Linked DNA regions of Mus musculus: region 1 is linked to region 2. The links are chromatin contacts, called in public Hi-C maps. All regions are on one chromosome and are shown on one strand. Each heading gives the region's core, a stretch centred on a gene start, on an enhancer-like site or on the middle of the called end of the contact. The rest is flanking DNA. Distances are from core to core; before and after follow the strand shown.

Region 1 (5,912 bases), core at 2,642-5,141, 61 kb after region 2:
GTGTCTGCAGTGTATTAACTTAGGCAAGGTGGTGTGCATGCCTTTAATCCCAGCACTAGGGAGACAGAGAGGTGTAGGTCTGAGCTTGCTTGAAGGCATCCTGCTTGACAAAGCAAGTTCCAGGACAGCCTGGACTGTTGCACAGAGAAATGCTATCTCAAAAATGAAAATAAGCAAAAACCCCTAAAAGTAGAAAGACCACATGACACAGATATGCTATATGCTCAAGTTAACACAACACAGAAGTATCTTCAGCTCATATTTCCTGCAATACTATTCACAGTGCACCAGTGCCTTGTATGTGTGTGTGTGTGTGTCTATGTGTCTGTGTGTACGTATTTGTGTGTGTCTGTGTGTGTATGTCTGTGTGTGTATCTGTGTGTACGCGTTTGTGTGTGTGCCTGTGTATGTGTGCATGTGTATGCATGTGTGTGCATGTGTGGGTGTCTATGGGTCTGTGTGTCTATGTGTCTGTGTCTATGTATCTGTGTGTACGTATTTGTGTGTGTGTGTGTGTGTGTGTGTGTGTATGACCGTGAGAGAAGAGAAAGAAGTCTGAAGGAAGCAGTGAGATAAGATGGAGAGTGATAGACTTGATGTTACTTATTATGCAAGCAGAAGGGAAGACTCCTTGGGGGGCCAACAAAAGGTGACAAGAGAAAGAGGGAAAGGAAAGTCTGGGGAGAAAGAATAAAAATGTGTAATCATATACATGCATGAATATCACAGTGAAACCTTTCTGTGCCCTAAAACATATAAATTAAAGACATCAATTCAGTGAGGGTTTTTTCCCCCTCTGTAACATATCCTGGGCTTTAAGGTCAATTTTTTTCATTTGTTTTAGTTTAAAATTAATGATTACTCATGTAAGACCACCTTCTATAAGATAAGACCAACTTCTATACGACCACCTTCTATATGACCACCTTCTCGGAGGTGGATTTTGTTGTCTATGGCATTTAACAATGGGATAAAAGAATTTATATTATTTCTTAATACTATTTTCATGTCTGAATCTAAAAATCTCACCCTTTAGTGAATAATGTCTCCTTTCCATAGACTAAACTCCTGACAGGTTAGTTATGCTGGCAAGACAATTCCAAGACATCTGAATCTTTATTTGGGGACAAAATGAATATATGTAACTGAGAAAGCTGTACTATTACAACTGTACTATTACAAACTTCCAGATAAGGTGAATGTCAACTTAAGTGGCATTAAGCATTTAACTTTTCCAGTGATGTGGGAATTTTTATGTAAACAAGAGAACAACAATATTCTTTATGTTTCTATCTAACTTCTTACAGTATTTACATTTTAAGATCACAAATTACCCTTTGCAACTAAACTTCTTTATTTCCACTGACAAGATTTACAAAGAATTTGGGCATTTTAAACTCTTGCTCCTATCTACCAACTGTTAGCTGAGCCTGAGACTTAGAAATACAAGAGCTAACTAACAGTGCTGCATTTAAATTGTTTAATGTGTGAATTCTAAACAACTACAAATTCCCACTCAGGGAAAATGTCAGCAGCATAGTTGGATTCGGAAAGCAAAAGCGCGTGCCTCCTCGAGTTAGAAGAGCGTTTTGTCCTCTGCTTTGCAGAATTGCTCCCAGTGCAAAGCCTCATCCTCAAGGTCGCTGGTATGAGTGTAGGAAGAGGGAAGCAGACAGTCCTGTCGCAATGGGATTGCTGAAGGCATCAACAGAGCGGGACAGAGGTGCTTCGGTTCTCAGGGTCCCTGGCCCTGGTTGCCAACTGGGTCATTGCTGAGAAATACTTCCTTACTCGGCATTCTGGGAAACAGGGTGCATACAGTCGGCCTCTAAGGATGCATTCAGAAAATCTTCGAAGCCTTTGAGGGCTGTCTGTTGCCCTTTCTAGAAATGCTGCCATCGTGTGGCACTTGGGAGTTAGAATGAAAAGGAGTCCTGGAGGGGTCATATGGTTCAGCTCGAGGTGGCGCAGCTCCAGCAAAATCTATTCCTATACCTCCCTAATTCGTGTTGAATCATTCCTGTGGGCGCAGAGTAAACTGCAGTGAAACCCTGTGGACGGCTTGCTGCCTTAGGATTTGTGGAATTTCCCTGAACAACACTGAAAACACAAACTCCAGTGGGTGTTGTGCTTAAAGGGCAAAAACGCTTGTTGTTAGGTTTTTTTCTTTTAAAAGAAATAAGGAGTCTGTTTTTACAACGTTAAAAACCTGTGTGATTTATATTTGATAGTCATAGGAGTCATCTTAATAAAGTGTGTGCTAAGGACCTTCAAAGTAATAATATTAATTCATTTAGAACACATCTATCAAGAGATAACCCAAATGCTCAAAACAGTTTTGTGCTACTTACTCTAACTCTGTAGAAGATTACTTAACCTATATTCATATTAAAAGCAGGGTTTGGCAAGTAGCACTAATATCTAATACAACAAAGGTTTGACTTAACTTTAATCTCAATTTCTGCATGCCTCTTACATTGGAGATGTAAGGTAATAAGCCTGTGTTCTCCATTTCGGGAAAAGAAAGGAAGTAACTGCAGGGCAGTATTAAATATTTAAAGAAGTCTGCTTCACCTATAATTTTATCTCATTTGAATACCTCTTAACTATTCAGTAACGTTTTGTTAATACAAATTTTAAAATCTTTTTAAGTAGCCAACCTTATATATTCCAGGAAATAAAACTCAAAAAAGATAATTCAGAAATATAAGCTGTGTCTTTAAAAAAATATTCAGAGAACCCTTTAACGTGTACAGCTTAAAGATCAATTCAAAGGCATTACAAATTTCAGCTCCTTGCCTCTGCTGAAGATTTCTGTAATAGTTAAAATATACACGTTCTTTAACATGTGGGGGAAGGAGCATTGCAAAATGTGAAGTGCTATCAACTGCACTTACACTAATCCATTGTCCTGTAGATAGACTAAGTGACTTGCCCAAGGTCACACCTGGCACTGCTTACAGAAGGACTGAAAGGCAGTCTGGCTCCTGCAGCTTCCCCACCCAGCAAGCATTCCAGTCTCACAAACTGCTTGCTTAGGCGGGCTCTATCTGGAGTAACCACCTCTTCTGCTCTATATGGCCATTATAGTTTAGATAGCATCAGAACCATCACTCCCAGCTGCTCCAACAGAGCAACAAGGTTCACGAGGTTCACGTCTCTAAAGGTCAGTGGAGGCAGGAGAGGAATTCAGGGTCACTGTGTGGTTTGCACAAAGAGCAAGCGGCTGCATAGCTCAAGTGTCAAAACTGAGTTGTTACTTTGTTTCGTTTTGTTGTGAGGTTTTGTTTCTTTTGTGAGAGGGTCTCACTTTCTGTTGCCCCAACTGACCTGGAACACAGTATGGAGCCGAGGCTAGCCTCAAATTCATGGTGATCTTCCGGAGTACAAAACAGAGCCACTGTGGCCCGGCCAACCTAAGCTACCGAATACAAAGGCAAAAGGGAGGGTCTGAAAGTTCTGCCGAGACAGCAGTTTTCTAGATTTAAGTAAGTCTGAGAGAATCAAATTGTGTATCCATGTGGCCTTTATCTGTAACTTAGATAGGAGAATCCATACCTTTCATCCCCATTGATGTTTTTCTACTAATTCAGTAACTATAAACAAAGTCTCTGTGAGGGTGATCTACTCTTCCTTTCCTTATGGATCCCTGATGCTCTTCCGGGATTCTAAATGCAGTCTATAAATGAAAAGGGTAGTTAATGACATCGTTCATCAGTAATGCTTTGTGTGTGTTTCCTTTTCTTCCTTTTTTTTTTTTTTAACCACAAAACCAGAGGAGGAAGTGTAGGAGCAGGTGGGCCGGGTAGTGGCAAAAACCTCATGACACATCACTCCACCTCCTGATTGGTGGAGACTGTCTGGACCAGCATTTAAATTCTGGGAGGTCTGAGCCACCAGCAGCTCACACTGAAGAAGCATCCTTGCTTGGGTTTGCAGTCTTCTGCGGCAGGCATTCTCGGAGGAAACCAGCCAAGGTAAGCCTGCAGTGGCCCATGAGGCTGCAGTTCTCCTGGCTGAATTCTGAGGGTGAGTCCAGAGAACATTCTTTCAACAGTCGTATTTGTTAGTCAGACTCGTGCTGTTCTGGTCTTTTTGAATAAGCTGGTCAGGTACATTGCAGGTTTCCCGGTATTTTCAAAGCCAGTTGGATGTAGAAGTTAAAATAAATCTAGTTGGTCCTCTAAAGGAGAGAGAGAGATCTGCTAGTAATCTCTCTCTCTCTTTCTCTCTTTCTCTCCCTCTCTCTCTTCCTCTCTCTCCCTCTCTCCCTCCTCTCTCTCTCCCTCCTCTCTCTTCCTCTCTCTCTCCCTCCTCTCTCTCTCTCTCCCTCTCTCCCTCTCTCCCTCTCTCTCCTGTCACACACACATTGTAAAGTTCTATGTATCTTTGGAACAAATGTCTGCATCATTTTAAAGTGGCTGGATGACTGTGGAGACCAGTAAAGGAGGATCCTCTATATTAATATAAACCAGATACAGTTATTTTTAGAAAACTGTCTCACTTCAAAAGAGAACCTTCCTTAATTTCTCGCTTCTGCACTTGGCTTTTACAGTTTTCACTAAGGTCCCTGTGTGATAACACAGACTCATCAACATGCACAGAAAAGCTGTTGCCTGCTCTCAGTGTTTTATTTTTATTATTATTATTATTGTTGTTGTTATTATTATTATTATTAGTCCAAATAGAACATCTTACTCAAATTCAAAGATATCTTTGTTTCTTTCAGCTTTGTATAATGTAAGTTAAAATCACATTTGAAATGCAAATGGAAAAAGCAATTTTCTTTTATCATTCTATTTTCTCTTTTTCTTCCTTGCAGAAAGTACTCTCATGGTAGTTCGTTGCTTTAATTACTCGATTACTGTGAAACAAATCTTGGTGTGGAGCTCTAGAGACATCAGATAGTGGGGGCATAAGCTCTGAGACTCCAGACGTAAAGTTTGGATGAATAGAGTTGTGAAATTGCCCTTTTCCTTGCTAAGGATGAGAGGTGGAGAGGTAGAAAAGGCACACAAATATTGACTCACTGAAATTTTCTCTGAGATGTAGAAAGATTCCATAAATTATTGGTGACTTGGTGGTGATCTAGTGGTGCCAAGAGTGTGTTTGAACCTGACAAGACATCAACTGTGCCTCATAAAATATGTTGCAGGACTAACTACGACCATGAGATTGGCAGTGATTTGCTTTTGCCTGTTTGGCATTGCCTCCTCCCTCCCGGTGAGTACAGCTGAATCTTAGAGAGAATTCTTGAAAACAAATGAATTTTAGCTTTAGCACACTCACACGCATTTCCTTGTCACTTTTCTGTTTTAAAGGTGAAAGTGACTGATTCTGGCAGCTCAGAGGAGAAGGTAAGCACCTCCGGGTTGATCATTTAACTGAAGAATGTTCGCCAGCGTCGCAAAGGTTGCTAGGAACAGCAATTTTTTGTTGCCATTTTATTCATCTATATAATTAGACCTGAGTATTTCAAAGTACTTACTATGTATTTTAGACAGAGACAGTACCAAATCGGCCATTGTTTTTAATAAACAGATTCTCTTATAATTAGATTTTTAATATAATAAAAGCATGTTCTAGACAATTGCTACTTACATAAAGCAGGTCACAGGACCTTGAGTGACTGGTTCTTTCCTGAGTCAGCATGCTTGGAAAATCCTGCAGGCTGACTTTAGAAGGTCACTCAGATGTCAGCTGGAGCTGATCATATGACTATGATATTTACAATACCATCCAAGTCCATCTTGAAAAGAAAAGTCCATTTGTGCTGTTTGGATCTATTAGCTGACTTTAGATCACATTTTCCTAAATGAGAATGAAAACCAAACCAGTACCTTTACATGTTTCAACATAAGACCAGCAGCATTGGCATACCTGTGCCTCCACATAGGTAAGAATATGCTGGT
Region 2 (5,670 bases), core at 112-2,611:
GGAAGCAAGCAAGGGCAATAACAATAGCTTGTATTGTTTGGGGAGTCCCTCTGACCAACAATTCCAATGGGGTTGCTGCTAATGGTTCTTGGTGTGTGCATGTGCGTGCGTGCGTGTGTGTGTGTGTGTGTGTGTGTGTGTGTGTGTGTATAAATTGTTATCAACCCAAGTAGAACAACATCACTTAAACTGTATATGTATGTGTATGTGTATGTGTATGTGTATGTGTATGTGTATGTGTGTGTGTGTGTGTATGTGTATGTGTGTGTGTGTATGTGTGTGTGTGTGTGTATATAAATGGTTATCAACCCAAGTAGAACAACATCACTTAAACTGTATATGTATGTGTATGTGTATTTGTGTGTGTGTGTGTATGTGTATGTGTATGTGTGTGTGTATGTGTATATGTGTGTATGTATGGATGTGTATGTGTATATGTATATGATGTATATGTATGTGATATATGTATATGTATATGTATATGTATGCCCAGAGGCAAATGCTACATCTCTTTCACCTGTAATCCCTAGCTCCAAATCTTCATATGAGAACATTAAGCTGGAGTAAGCACAGGTACCAGGAAAGTAAAGGGGGCACCATGCAGTGAGGAGGGGGCACGTGCAGTGAGGAGGGTGGCACCATGCAGTGAAGAGGGTGGCACTGTGCAGTGAGGAGGATGGCACCATGCAGTGAGGAGGATGGCACCATGCAGTGAGGAGGGGGCACCATGCAGTGAGGAAGGGGCACCGTGCAGTGAGGAGGGCGGCACTGTACAATGAGGAGGGCATACTGGAGAGCACTTTATTTGGGATAGGGGGAGCGAGGAGGGAGAGGGAGAAGGGCAAAGTAACACTAAGGAAGTCTGTCAGGAACATTAGCAATCATATTTTTACCTGAAATTGCATGCATACATACCTCCTTAACTAAAGAAACTAGGATTCAGAAAGAGCAAGGGAGTTATGCAAGGCTCAAGGTCAACAGGGGTCAGAGGGAACTTACTCTCAAGTTTTCCTGTCCTTACATACTGTACATTCCTGTCCATGCATACATACCCCTTTGCTCTCTTATGCTAACATAAATGGATGAAAATATTTACAATTTTTAAGTGACTTCTGTATATGTTCAGTCTTGGTGATAAGCCCATGAATTTGGAGAAATGTACATTATTCTTTCTATTTTACACTTCACAGAACTGGAGCAAAAGCAATGGCTTGCCCAAGGTCAGCTGGTAAATCAGGATGGAAGTCAGGGCAAGGCGCCAAATATCCAATTTCCTGTGTGGGAGTTGCTTTCACAATATCATATTCCTGCTAGTGGAGCCGTGAGATCGCAAGGTCATTGCATCCCGGGAACTGTCTGGGGACTCGCACTTGCCTATGAAGTGGCCTTGGGCAGGGACAGGGGAGGGCATGGCTCTGACTCAGAGCTGCCTAGAGCCAGCCAGAAGGTCAGGAAAGCTCACCTCTGTATGTGATGTAGCAAGCCACATCCTTGTCTATTTGTGTGGACATTCCCGAGAATTTCTCTGTTCCCCTCCTCATGAATTCTTCTTTAGCCTAAACGTGTAATTTTTTGGTTTCAGCAAAATATTTATCTAAGAGAGTTAGATACTCTGGACTTGACTGATTGACCTGCAAGTCTTTCTCAGTCTTGTAAGCATTTAAATGTTTCCTGGACCCCTGGCAGAGGCGATTCTTTCAGAATAATGGTTCTGTTTAGACTAGTGACAGTCCCATGACCAGAAAGTGAAATGAAGCAAACAGGCAGAGAAGGAGCAACACTGTACCTGACGTTCTATCAAGGTCTTTGTGTGAATTATGTTATTTAATCTACCAAACATTCTGTGAGATAGGAGTCCTCATCACTCTGCCTTTGCATGTGGGTAAACTGAGGCACAGGAAAGGTGAGTCATTCGGCTAAAGTTAAACAGTTTGAAAGCAGCAGGAAAAAAAGGTTGACCGCAATTTGAACCCCAGAATTTGTATCCTTATCAAAAGCATGAATGAGTGTTGGCTCAGACCAGAGGAAACTGCTCATATTACCAGCAATCACCATCCATGCTCATAGATCATTTGTTTTATGCATCAAGTATTGGGTTAAAGCCTTACGTCAATTACCCATTCCCTCTTGGGACAGCAATACCATCAAGTAGGGATAATAGTTGCAGCCAATTAGCAGTTAAGAAAGTAGCGACTAATAACTTGCTTGGGTCCCACAGGAAATTGCTAGCTTTAGTCAAGGAAGACTCATTAGCTTCAGAAGCTGTTTACAGCCAGCCTCTTAATCCAGAGATGACATCATCCCTAGACTACAGGACATTCCTGCATCCATTGCCATGGCAACCATCCCACACACCCCCACCCACCCTCCAGCATGCCTTACTTGCATCACCTGCCCTTGTCAACACCTGAGTTTACCTACCTCTCGGATAAAAGACATGGACCCCAACCCATCTCTCTCTTTTTCTCTTCCTTGCTTCTCTTTCAATAAAGGACCTCTCTGGTGAGAACTGTGCTGGCTTGGCGTGATCTATCCAGGAATACACTATCCAAGAATACACTGTTTTCAACTAACAAGACTAGCTGCCACATTATAGAAAATTAAATAATACACAGGAGACTCTACAGCAAGTCAGTAGACCCGAGCCCACTCCTTCCAAAGTCACTAGAACTTTCTTTTTAAGAGTATAACACTCTAAGCAGTTATTTGAACTAGTTCCTGACAAGAGTTTTTTTTGGTTCTTGGGGTTTTTTTTAAGATTTATTTATTTAATTTTTTTATGTATATGAGTACACTGTAGCTGTACAGATGGATGTGAGCCTTCATGTGGTTGTTGGGAATTGTATTTAGGACCTCTTCTCACTCCAGTCAGCCCCACTCGCTCTGGTCAACTCTGTTGGCTTAGTCCCTGGTCGTTCCAACCCATAGATTAATTTCTTATTATACTGTACACTGTAGCTGTCTTCAGATAAACCAGAAGATCAGATCTCATTACGGATTATTGTGAGCTACTATGTAATTGCTGGGATTTGAACTCAGGACCTTCAGAAGAGCAGTCAGTGCTCTTACCCGCTTAGGCATCTCACCAACGCTTGACAAGAGTTTTGAAGGCAAAGATTACTGGGTGATTGATTAATCTTGCCTGGTACAGGAAACCTAGAGAAGTCATGGATCTCAGAGGAGGATCTAAGATGGTCATTTCATCCAAACCATTCACCTGAAAAGTATCTCAACAGAAAAGGTTTTAGAGTCTCTATGTGGCAGAGGCCCAAGACTTCCAAAGGCCCGTCAGATGCATTTCTTTTACATCTCCCATCCACTTGCCATATCCACACCACAGTTTCCTGTTTACGGAAAAGTTCTAGAGCACAATCTCATCACCTGCAAAGCAAAAGCAAAACCTGGGCATTTCATAATCTATAACATGCCAACCTTGCCCAAAGGAATAACAGAGAAATAGGCTTTCCGTAGTGTTTGGGTATTGGCGTTCTTGGAAACTGGACCTGGACGTGGATGTCCTTATATCCTTAAAGAAAGCAGGAAGAATGTGTAATGAACCAGGAGTTCTTCTTTACTGTCTATGGTAGGAGTCTCTTTTTCTTTAGGTAAAACACTGGGTTTGGCATCAAAGTTAGGTCTTTTGATTATACGCAAATCTAATGCCTAGCCTGCTGTTGGGAAAAGGGCAGAGAAGCCAGCCAGCTCACTCAGTACATTTAAAAGGCTCATGAGTTATGGAAGGAAACCATAGAGTAGAAAAGAAAGCTAGAGAACTCTACACTATACAGAGCAGGATTCACACCTCAGATGGTCATAACTACAGGCTCTATCCCTCTATGAAAGGCTAGTGACTGCCAGTGACAGGCCAGGGACATTTCCAGGAGGCTGTGCCCCTATTCCTGGATTCCAGAGTGTGCATGATTAGGGGCCTCCATACACAGTCCCAGCTCATTTCTTCATCATAACCACAGGGTTACAGTTAACACAGAGGGGTTACATCCTTTCTTCTCCATGAGGAACTGAATTGTGTTCAAGAAAGTTCAACTGGTAACTTGGAACATACACACATCCATCCCTGACATTGTGTTGCTCCTCTGGCTTGCTCACCTCTCCCCATTCTGTCCTGTATATCTACTATTTCCTTCTAGAAATCTCCACGCTGATCCTCCTCCTTCTACTTCAGTAGATTATGCTCTCCAGTGCTCCCCAAACCTCTTGTGCTTCTATGATTGCATCTGCCCTCGCTTTCTCCACACCTTCACTGGCTAGCCTTAGTAAAGCAGGAATCAAGTCCCAGACTTTCTAGTTCTGTAACTCCTTCATGTGCAGTGAATGGCATATTTAACTGAATGGCGTATTTGACTGAATGGCTTATTTGACTGAACGCATACTTGACAGAACAGTGTACTCGACTGATGCTCTTCCATATGGATACTTTGTTACTCTGGTCCTTTAATCTTCACTTACACACCAAATGTGCTTTTAAATCTAAGAACGACGGTAGAGTACACAAGAAGAAACGCCAAAGACAGACCTGAGCTTTCAGGGGACAGGTAGAGGAAGGTTAGATGGAAAACAGAAGGAAGAGGAACAAAGACACACAAGGCCCGGGACTCTCGCTTAATCCCGACTTCCTTCAGCCTGGGAGGAGGCATAGATAGAAACCACAGATAAACTCCACGTCAGGGAAAGTGGGAGAGTCAGTGGTTCCTAAAGCAGAAGCAGTAGTTATCTGGCTTTTCAGGGAATCTTCAAGAAAGCACAAGGCTTTACAAGTAAGCACATGATTCTAACTGATGCTCTCAGAGAATGGCAGGGATACAGCAGGGTGCTGTGGTTGGGCAGCATGGCAGGGATATAGAGACAAGCAGCCCAAAGTTCACTTGCTTTCCACACCTGGCTCTCATACATGTGAGAGGAATTCAAAACCTCTAACATGCCTTGAATGGAGCAGGAAAGATTCCACCAAAGAGCTGGAAGTCTTGCCAAGAGGTGCTGAGAGCATAAGGCAGGCAACCTAAGTTAAAGACTTCATAGCTATCAGCACAAAGCAAGTGACTTATCATGCCAGCAAGACTTGAGTTTGGTTTAGCCAGGCAGAGCCCTGGCCCAGGGAATAGACTAGATCATGAGATCATAGGCTCCAGATGTGTCCACTATCAACACATAGAGCCAGATGTCTGTAATATTCTACAACCTCTTCCAACTGCGGCCCTGGCCTCATTGACACACGTACTATTTCCATTTATATTTCATTTACATTTTCATTTTAATCCATTTTAAAATGTAAAAGCATGACCACTGAAACTTTAAATTTTTCAAATCCTATTTTTTAAGATTTATTTATCTTAATAAATAAATTACGAGTACACTGTAGCTGACTTCAGACACGTGCACCCAATCAACCCAAGTCTTTGGAAGTGGCACAAACCGCAGCACACAACCAGAAGTTTTTGGTGTGTTTCTCTCTATGGAATCCTGACAAATGCAGCTCAACTACGCAATGTAAGGCAGACCAATACATGCATGTTGTTAGCAAAGAATCTTTTATCACATGTCCTTTTAAGTGCTTGCTCCAGCAGAACATTTTCCTGTGTCTGCTTCAGTGAAATGTTCCTTCATGAGTCGGCCTTAGCCTTTCACACCTGTGTCCACTTTAATGTGTTTGCT

Evidence for each region. Hi-C and Micro-C count contacts between places; a contact is called where the count stands out from the background.
Region 1: a Hi-C map of Sertoli cells shows a contact between it and region 2, with 2.9 times the contacts expected there. The contact joins the promoter of Spp1 here to the enhancer-like site in region 2. A contact is called at or near these places in 1 of 39 promoter capture datasets (macrophages), 1 of 15 datasets of contacts at CTCF or cohesin (the NIH/3T3 cell line), 11 of 484 Hi-C or Micro-C datasets (the C2C12 cell line, CD8 T cells, the MC38 cell line and 6 more), 7 of 115 datasets of contacts at active chromatin or transcription factors (acute myeloid leukemia, bone marrow-derived macrophages, embryonic fibroblasts and 2 more) and 3 of 9 other capture datasets (adipose tissue, macrophages and pancreatic islet).

What each region holds. Positions count from the first base shown.
Region 1 is chr5:104,431,220-104,437,131 of GRCm38.p6, forward strand. Spp1 (secreted phosphoprotein 1) reads left to right here and starts at 3,892. Exons shown (of 7, transcript NM_009263.3): 1 at 3,892-3,977; 2 at 5,156-5,223; 3 at 5,322-5,357. The coding sequence starts at 5,170. RefSeq lists promoters at 1-3,914, 2,457-3,937, 2,988-3,978, a cis regulatory region at 2,494-2,508 and enhancers at 3,158-3,185, 3,190-3,198, 3,816-3,862, 4,674-4,993, 4,743-4,779.
Region 2 is chr5:104,373,125-104,378,794 of GRCm38.p6, forward strand. No RefSeq gene overlaps it. Among named protein-coding and RNA genes, the nearest start is that of Mepe, 51 kb to the left of the region's middle. Within about 2 kb of position 1,362, at least 64 of the 459 cell types and tissues checked have an H3K27ac peak or open chromatin away from gene starts, as enhancers often do. A contact at or near this core is called in the C2C12 cell line, the NIH/3T3 cell line, Sertoli cells and 2 more, where this site is marked.